Linked DNA regions of Mus musculus: regions 2 and 3 are each linked to region 1. A link is a contact called in public HiChIP or PLAC-seq data. All regions are on one chromosome and are shown on one strand. Each heading gives the region's core, a stretch centred on a gene start, on an enhancer-like site or on the middle of the called end of the contact. The rest is flanking DNA. Distances are from core to core; before and after follow the strand shown.

What was found. HiChIP or PLAC-seq counts read pairs in DNA pulled down with a chosen protein or histone mark.
Region 2: a contact with region 1 is called in an H3K27ac HiChIP or PLAC-seq map of stem cell-derived stembryo, with 7 times the contacts expected there. The contact joins the enhancer-like site here to the promoter of Hoxb5 in region 1. A contact is called at or near these places in 18 of 39 promoter capture datasets (the 3T3-L1 cell line, 3T3-L1-derived adipocytes, the C10 cell line and 11 more), 2 of 15 datasets of contacts at CTCF or cohesin (the NIH/3T3 cell line and large pre-B cells), 1 of 484 Hi-C or Micro-C datasets (female germline stem cell-derived STRA8 germ cells), 18 of 115 datasets of contacts at active chromatin or transcription factors (T-cell acute lymphoblastic leukemia, bone marrow-derived macrophages, cardiomyocytes and 12 more) and 2 of 9 other capture datasets (embryonic trunk and pancreatic islet).
Region 3: a contact with region 1 is called in an H3K27ac HiChIP or PLAC-seq map of embryonic stem cells, with 8 times the contacts expected there. The contact joins the enhancer-like site here to the promoter of Hoxb5 in region 1. A contact is called at or near these places in 12 of 39 promoter capture datasets (the 3T3-L1 cell line, the C10 cell line, the HPC-7 cell line and 5 more), 2 of 15 datasets of contacts at CTCF or cohesin (embryonic stem cells and stem cell-derived epiblast-like cells), 4 of 484 Hi-C or Micro-C datasets (embryonic stem cells and nephron progenitors), 17 of 115 datasets of contacts at active chromatin or transcription factors (craniofacial prominence, embryonic basal ganglia, embryonic forebrain and 10 more) and 3 of 9 other capture datasets (adipose tissue, liver and pancreatic islet).

Annotation. Positions count from the first base shown.
Region 1 is chr11:96,302,074-96,304,773 of GRCm38.p6, forward strand. It overlaps Hoxb5 (homeobox B5), which reads left to right and starts at 1,439. Exons shown (of 2, transcript NM_008268.2): 1 at 1,439-2,102. The coding sequence starts at 1,541. All of the region lies in intron 1 of Hoxb5os (homeobox B5 and homeobox B6, opposite strand), which reads right to left.
Region 2 is chr11:96,641,362-96,644,061 of GRCm38.p6, forward strand. The region is part of intron 4 of Skap1 (src family associated phosphoprotein 1); the gene reads left to right. Among named protein-coding and RNA genes, the nearest start is that of Gm38960, 100 kb to the left of the region's middle. Within about 2 kb of position 1,285, at least 46 of the 459 cell types and tissues checked have an H3K27ac peak or open chromatin away from gene starts, as enhancers often do. A contact at or near this core is called in T-cell acute lymphoblastic leukemia, embryonic limb bud, hematopoietic stem and progenitor cells and 3 more, where this site is marked.
Region 3 is chr11:96,692,185-96,694,884 of GRCm38.p6, forward strand. The region is part of intron 4 of Skap1 (src family associated phosphoprotein 1); the gene reads left to right. Among named protein-coding and RNA genes, the nearest start is that of Snx11, 84 kb to the right of the region's middle. Within about 2 kb of position 1,362, at least 5 of the 459 cell types and tissues checked have an H3K27ac peak or open chromatin away from gene starts, as enhancers often do. A contact at or near this core is called in embryonic stem cells, where this site is marked.

The sequences.
Region 1 (2,700 bases), core at 189-2,688:
TGAGGCCACTGGGCATCTCTCCACAACTCGTCTACAGGCTCCAGGGTGCCTCTTCTCATATTAAGTAGGAGCTCGGTGGCCAGGAAGAGAATGGGAAGCCGGCAGCAGAAGGCTGCAAGGGCCCGACTTTATCTTGCTCTTTGGAGACCCGAGGGCAGGGGTCCAGGTGATGGCGCCTTTAGTCTCACCTTCTCAACCCAAAATGGCTCATTTTCTCTTTACTGCCACCCACACCCGAGCAGCAAGCTTCAGGCCCCGTTTTCTTTTCTTCCTTCTCCCTCTCCCCCCTCCTTTTTTTATTTTTAAAGAAAATAGCCGTCTGGCAGAAGGGGCCCAGCTGCGGAGATCTCTGGCCGCCCAGCGAGCTCAGCAAGGGGCCGCCGGTCTTCCGAACACCTTCCCAGGGAAGGCGGTAAGGCCATGAGCAAATTCTCCAATTATTGGCCACCAGCAACACAAGGCTTTGGATTTGGTCTCTGAATGAGATAGCTGGCATCTGGCGAGCTTGTTAAAGGGGATCTGTTTAAACCCCAAACTCCCGCAGAAGAGTTACCACCAAACCTTAACCGCTCAGACGGTTGTCTCTCTAGTCTTTGGCCGACCGACCATCTTTCTCTTCTAGGGTCCCTGTTTACCTCGGTTCCTAGGCCTAGGCTAAGGATGAGAGGTCAGAAGGAAAAATCCAAACTTCCCAGGGGCCCAGGAGAACGAAGAGCTTCCCTGCCTTTTCCAGCCTCCCTCCAGCCTAGTCCTGCGGCTCTCTCTCGTGTTGTGGACCCGCCGCTGAAGCCTAGCCAAGAAGCAGACCTGGCTGAGCTAACAAAATTCTTATAATTGTTTTTCACACACAACTTATAATCCTTCCCCCCATTTCCTTACCCAAGTTGGGGACTGGCAAAGCCTAAGGAGGGAAGATCAAGCAACTTCATTTTGATTATATTACCCAGAGTTAAAATAATAATGGTGATGATAATGTCAGAGAGGCCACAAATAGAGGGGATAGCCGCACCCTAACGAAGTAGGCAAAAGACTCAAATCCATCTTCCTAAAGGTTCAAGCCTGTGAGTGAGCTGCGGGCCGGGTTTCTTTCTTGGCTTGGCGGTTGCACAGAGCCAGCAAAGAGGTTGCCGAAGCCGCCATGGCGGCCTGCGGCCCGCGCTCCCGTCAATCGCCGGGAGGTGGCGCGCTCTGCTCAGAGGCCAACGTCAACCTTCTCCCTGTTTTTCCCCCTTCTCACTTTCTCCCCCCCTCTCGGAGGCTCGCATTGAATCGGCCCTAACGATTCTCCGATCGTCATTATTTGTAACCATAGAGCATGAATTACCTCTTGAGGTCATCAGTGAGAATTTACGACTGGTCAACAAAAGCACGTGATTCCCTAACGCCCCCCCATCCCCCTTCTAACCCCCCCCATATTTGGCCGCATACATAGCAAAACGAAGTACAGTGCATCGCTATAATTCATTAATACATCATAAATCGTGAAGCACAGGGTTATAACGACCACGATCCACAAATCAAGCCCTCCAAAATCACCCAAATGAGCTCGTACTTTGTAAACTCCTTCTCGGGGCGTTATCCAAATGGCCCGGACTATCAGTTGCTAAATTATGGCAGTGGCAGCTCTCTGAGCGGCTCTTACAGGGATCCCGCTGCCATGCACACCGGCTCTTACGGCTACAATTACAATGGGATGGATCTCAGCGTCAACCGCTCCTCGGCCTCCTCCAGCCACTTTGGGGCGGTGGGCGAGAGCTCGCGCGCCTTCCCCGCGTCCGCCCAGGAACCCCGCTTCAGGCAGGCGACGTCCAGCTGCTCCCTGTCCTCGCCCGAGTCCCTGCCCTGCACTAACGGCGACAGCCACGGCGCCAAGCCCTCTGCTTCGTCCCCTTCCGACCAGGCGACCCCAGCCAGCTCCAGCGCCAATTTCACCGAAATAGACGAGGCCAGCGCGTCCTCTGAGCCCGAGGAAGCGGCGAGCCAGCTAAGCAGCCCCAGCTTGGCTCGAGCACAGCCAGAGCCCATGGCCACCTCTACGGCCGCGCCCGAGGGGCAGACTCCACAGATATTCCCCTGGATGAGGAAGCTTCACATCAGCCACGGTAATTCTCCATCTCTTTTTTGTCCTCTCCGCATTCCTGCCCTGTGTTGGGGGTGGGGGCGAGCAAAGCTTGGCTTTGCCTCAAATATAGATCCCTTTTTTCTTTTCTTTTTTTCTTTTTCTTTCTTTCTTTTTTTTTGCCATCAAGAGGGAAAAGTGTCAGAAAGGGTCCCCACAGCTCCATAGATAGAGCCAAACAGTGTTGTTTTCTGGGCGTAGGCATTTAAAAAAAAAAAAAAAAGGCCAGTTTGTTGCCACGTTCAGCTTAGGTTTTGTTTACCTAGCCAGTCACCGGCTTTAGGATGAAAGATGGGATTTGTGTATTGTGAGGAAGGGTCCTGATTATTACAGAAATTTTGAGACTGCTGCTAGCAAAGGGGGAATGGGCTATAAACGGAGCTTTCTAGGGCAAAAGTGCAGTGGCTCTCTTCCCTCCCGGGCGAGCTGCCGCCTGAACCCAGCCTAGGGTGAGGCACTGGGAAGGAGCCAGAGACAAAGCCGGGAGCATTCACTACCATCAGAAGTGGGGGCTGCTGGAGAAGGGGGGGTATGAAGAAATAGAGGCTGGATGCAGGCATCTGGGGTGAGGAGGATGGGAG
Region 2 (2,700 bases), core at 35-2,534, 340 kb after region 1:
AAAGCTGGGTCTTTAGCTCAGTGGTAGAATGCCTGCCTAGCAAGTACAAGGGCTGAAGAAAATTAAAATAAAGAAGCTGGACATGACACTGTATGCTTGTAGTTCTAACGCTTGCTTTGGAAATGGAAACAGGAGGGTCCTCATGTGTCAGTCTAAGCTGCATAGTAAGTTCTGGGCTAGCCTGATCTATGGACCACATAACAAGAGCCTGTCTCAAAACTGATGAAACAAGGGCCAGCAAAGTGGCCCAGTGGGCAAAGCACCTGCCCAGAAACCTGATTTTTTGATCCTGGAAACTCACGTGGGAGGGGAGAACAGCTACCCCATAAGTAAATAAATAATAGACAAATGTGAAAATAGGATCAAAATTTAAAAATCAGAGTGTAGGATAAGCTTTATGAACACTTAAATTACTTTTGGGAAATGGTAAATATCTCTGAAATTCAAGAAGGACAGTTACTGTAGCCAACTGGGGAACTGTCTTCTCTCGTTGTATCCTGTGAGACTCTCAGAGCTGCCAATCATCCCTCGGGCAGGTGCTTCCACAAGAATGAAACTGTCTCCAAGAAGGACCGAGTCAAAGGGTCACACCTCCATCTGTGCCCAAATTCAGAAAGTGAAGGCTACACTCTTTCTCCAGCTCTGGCATAAACAAAGGGCTTTATTCCAAAACTGTGCTTACATTCTTCCTATATGTGCTCAGGGATCCAGAATCAAAGACAAATGAGGGGACTCCTCGTAGCCTCTAGGGAAGCTCTACGGCAGCCAGCGGTTCTCAGCCTTCCTGCGGCTGCGACCCTTTAATACAGTGCCTCGTGTTGTGGTGACCCCCCCCTCAACTGTAAAACTATTTCCATTGCTACTTCATAACTGTAATTTTTCTACTGTTATGAATCACACCGTAAACATCTGATATGCAGGATATCCAATATGTGACACCCCTCCCAAGGGGGTCACGACCCACAGGTTGAGAATCACTGCTCTTCAAGCCCACAATGCTCTTCAGCTCTTTTACTGTGTGCGCACGTGTAATCTTAAACAAACCCCCTGACCCATGTTCTCTGGGGTCACATCTTCCTCTAAGTGCATCTTCCTGGCCGTTGCTAAGCGTTTGGGTTCCCAAGCTTCCTTTAATACATACAACTGCCATCCGCACCAGCTTCCTTTCTTCCCATCCACTTCTGTTGGCTTTAACAGGAAGTCTACTTGCCTGGCCAGGCCCAGCTGTGAGCAGGGGCTTGAGTGAGAGGTATTTATGACCTGACAGGAAGCTGCAGCTAAAGATGAAGCTGACTGGTGGCTGTTAGCAGGAGAAGGAAGTGTTTATGACCCCATCTGCTGGTTTCAATAGGATAGACCTGCCTTTATGGCGTCAGCCTCCCCTTGTGACTTCCTTCCATTTGGGCAGTGATAGCTTATTTCAAGATGTTCCCACCCAACACGCGCTGTTGTCCCCTTTGTTTAGGGGGTGATGAGGAAGGAAAGACTTTGTTTCTGGAATGTGGGGATGGGGCAGTTTTGATGGTTTGTGACTCAAGCTGGAGAAAGGCTTCCTTGGAGCTGACTGTGTGGATCCAGGAAAGCCACCCGCATCCTGCTGCCTCTTTGACTGCTAACTACCATGAGAGCACGGCCATATTAATGCTGGCCGCTGTGGGGCGGTTAGGCTAAGCATTACCAAACCCTGTTTTAACTAGAGTGACGCTGGCTTGACTTCTTGGCCGGTGGGGAGAAAGAATAACTTTCATATAGTTAATTCCTTGCTTCTTAACTTTCATTTACCTTTCATACTTTCCTGCCTCTCAACTTTTTTCTTCTACAGAAAGAAACCCTTGAAGCCAACAGAGGCAGTATCTGCTCAGATCAAAACTCTTATAAACGTAATATAAGCAAGATTAACCCCTTCCTTATAGCCATCCAGGTTAGGAGTGTCTAGAGATGGCAATTCATTTGTGGAAGTGCCCAAAATGTAGGAGTTGTCTTATTACTCAACTGCTCACTCGCCGCTGAAACCTGTGTTTTCTGTATATTAATCAGACTTCCAGTTTACTGCAGAATGACTATCTTTCTTTGGTTTTATTTGTGCTTCCCCTAGGCCCATTAGTACAGATGAAATTTTATATTAAATTGCTCAAATAATCAACACAGTACGTGTAAATCAAAGTCTTTAGCTCCAGTGGCATTATTTGAGTGGGTATCGATGAATCAGTTCAATGTGATTTCTTTCCCCTGTTGCAAAACCAGGATTTCTTTCCTTTTAAAGATCCCATGTCTAAAACATGGTGTTTGCTAAATTTCATTCTCTCTCTCTCTCTCTCTCTCTCTCACACACACACACACACACACACGAGAGAGAGAGAGAGAGAGAGATTCATGAGTTTGTCTGATTTACAGAATAGAAGGGGAAACTTTTTGTTTGAAGTTAAATCACCCCCTACTGAGCTTACGTGTGTCCTTTAGATCCTATCTTCAGCCAGGCAGTGGTGGCGCACGACTTTAATCTCAGCACTAGAGAATCAGAGGCAGGTGGACTTCTGTGTGTACAGAGTAAGCTCTAAGATCCTATCTTCATTTTCACTGGGAGCAGGGAGAGGTTGGAAGGTGAGAGAACAAGGTGGCCTGGGCACCTCCAGCGAACTCCACAGTAATATTTTTAAATGGAAGACACTGCAGTTGAGTTGTATGAATGAGTTTCAGCTC
Region 3 (2,700 bases), core at 112-2,611, 390 kb after region 1:
AGGCGCAGGTCGTAAGACCTGGCAGCCATCCGGGGCGCCATCTTGGAGCGGCGGCCGCACCCGCTCCTCACAGGATAAAGCCTACTTGGGCTCACAGTCTCCCCCATCATAGTGGGGAAGGCACAGCAGAGCTCATGGCAGTGGGGATGCTCAACCCGGTAGAGGAAGAAGCAGAAAACCAAGTCAACAGAGTTGGGCTACCACTCCCAAAGGCCCTCCCTAGAGGCCTAAATCTGCCAGCCAGACCCCCTTTTCTAAAGGCTCCACAATCTCCCCGCCTAACAGCGCCACCATCTGGAAGTCAAATAAGTATACAAACCCACAAGCCCATTTCAAAGTCCTAGCACCAAATAAGGATGGATTTCTAAGTCAAAAATGAAGCTGCATTACAGACACCAGCGCAGTCGTGGTCTAGATGGTGTGGACCCTAGGCCATAAGGCATGTCTACTGACATCCATATGTTCAACTCATTTCCAAGGAACAACTGCAGTTCTGAGGGAATCCAATTATTGTTTCCAAGGAAATAAAGAGCTTTGGAGGTCTTTGACTGCATCAATTATGAAAGTACAGATTTGTTTAGTGACTACAGACTGCGGCATAACTAAGATAACTCATGGCTTCCTTTAATTGACTCTCCTCCTTAAAAAAAAGCGTATCAGAATGCAAATGAGTCACACCGTTCTAGAGAAACTTTAAATCTGTTCTTATTCTACAATAATTCAAAACCCATGCCCTTCAACTAATCAGAACGTGTCAGGGTACCTGGAATAACAGGCAAGGGTTGCATCAAGTTACCCATTCTTTAAACTAAGCCACCTGTGGGCTGGAGAGGTGGCACAGTGGTTAAGAACATTGACTGCTCTTCCTGAGTTCAATCCCCACCAAACCACATGGTGGCTCACAACCATCTGTAATGGGATCGGATGCCCTCTTCTGGTGTGTCCAAAGAGAGCAACAGTGTACTTACATATACATAAAAATCTTTAGGAAAAAAAAAAGATGACCCACTTGCACCTGCTGGACGAAGCTGGGTGCTACCATTTACTTAGCTGTCAGCCTTGGTTTATCGAGGTTACCACAGCTGGAAGCAGAAGGCCTTTGTCCTAAGGTGTGAGAGAAGAGCGTCCCCAGAGGCCACAGATCTCTTCTGTGTTTCTCCTTAAGAAAGTTCTCCATTGTTCTCACAGAAGTTTCACCACTGTGTCTGAATCCAATGCCTTGCCTGGCTTTCTCCACAGTGGAGATGAACTTGAACGATGTAGTGGTTTGAATAGGAATGGCCCCCACAGACTCGCATGTTTGACTGCTTCTTCCCCCATAGGGAGTAGCACTATTAGGAGGTGTGGTCTTGTTAGAGGAAGTGCGTCACTGTGGAGGCGGGACTTTGCGGTCCTATACGCTCAAACTGGGCCTACCCCGACAGTCTTCATTCTTTTGTCTCCGGATCAAGATGTAAAAGTCTCAGTCCCTTCTCCAGCTCCACGTCTGCTTGTGTGACACCGTGCTTCTCCGCCATGATGATAATGGACTAAACCTCTGAACTATAAGCCAGTCCCAGTGAAATGTTTTCCTTTATAAAGAGTTGCCGTGGTCATGGTGTCTTTTCTCAGCAAGAAAACCCTAAGACAGCTGTCCTGTGTTCACCGCCTGCCTTTTGTCAACACTGGGCCTTTTCTCCACAAACACATCCATTGCATTTAAAGCTATCTGTGGAGTGGTTTCTCTGTCTTTGTGTCTCGTGTGTCTATCTAAACCCTTTGATGAGCAAAGCACCATGGCAGAAAAGCATGCTGGACTGGGTGAGAATCCAAGTGGCTAGCCATGGGACCACAGGAGGTAAAACATTACGTGAGTGTAGCACAGAGCAACAGAAGGTCACGGAAAGTCAGCTCTCAGCACCAGAAGATGCACGGTCCTTGCCTGTACCACAGACAGACTACTGTTGGCTGGTTCCCAAAACTTGGCAATAAGGGGAGAAAGTTAACCCAGAAAAACGAGAGACCAAGGATAAGCACAACTGGTCTTGCTAAAGAAGGTCACAGGGGCTGGAGAGATGGCTCAGTGGAACACGGGCTGTTCGTCCAGAGGACTTGTATGTAATTCCCAACAGCTCACAATTGCCTGTAACTCCATCTCCAGGAGGTCTAGTACCCTCTCCTGGCCACTGTGTGTGTGTGCAAGTGTGTATGTGTATATGTGTGTACATTTACATACACACACACATATATATGCATAAATTTTAGTTTAATATTCTTAAGAAAGTATATGTTTTTTGCACAGCTCAGCAGACAGACAGACGCCTTCAGTTAGGGAGTTGGAATGAAGATGGAACCTGACCATTTCCAGTCTTCAAATACCAGATTTTCTCCAGCCTCAGCCAGCCAGATTCCCCAGAAGCTGGCTGTGCACCCTCTTACCTGAAAGCCCCCACCGCCACCCCTGTAGCTCTCGGTCTTTAGGGTTGAGTGGATTTGGTTTCTTTTCAAGGCAATTGAACTTAAATTAAAAGGAAGAAGATCGATGAGAAAAGTCAAGTTGGGGGAAAGCAAAAAACATTATTCCAAAAACTCTTGGTCTTTTCAGGTTGAGTTAGCAAGAGACCAAACCTGCTGCATGTGGTAGGAGTTAGCAAGCACCTGGTTTGTTCTACAAGGGCTGCGCCGTTTTCGTAGGGGAATCAGGTGGCCTCCTACGCCATT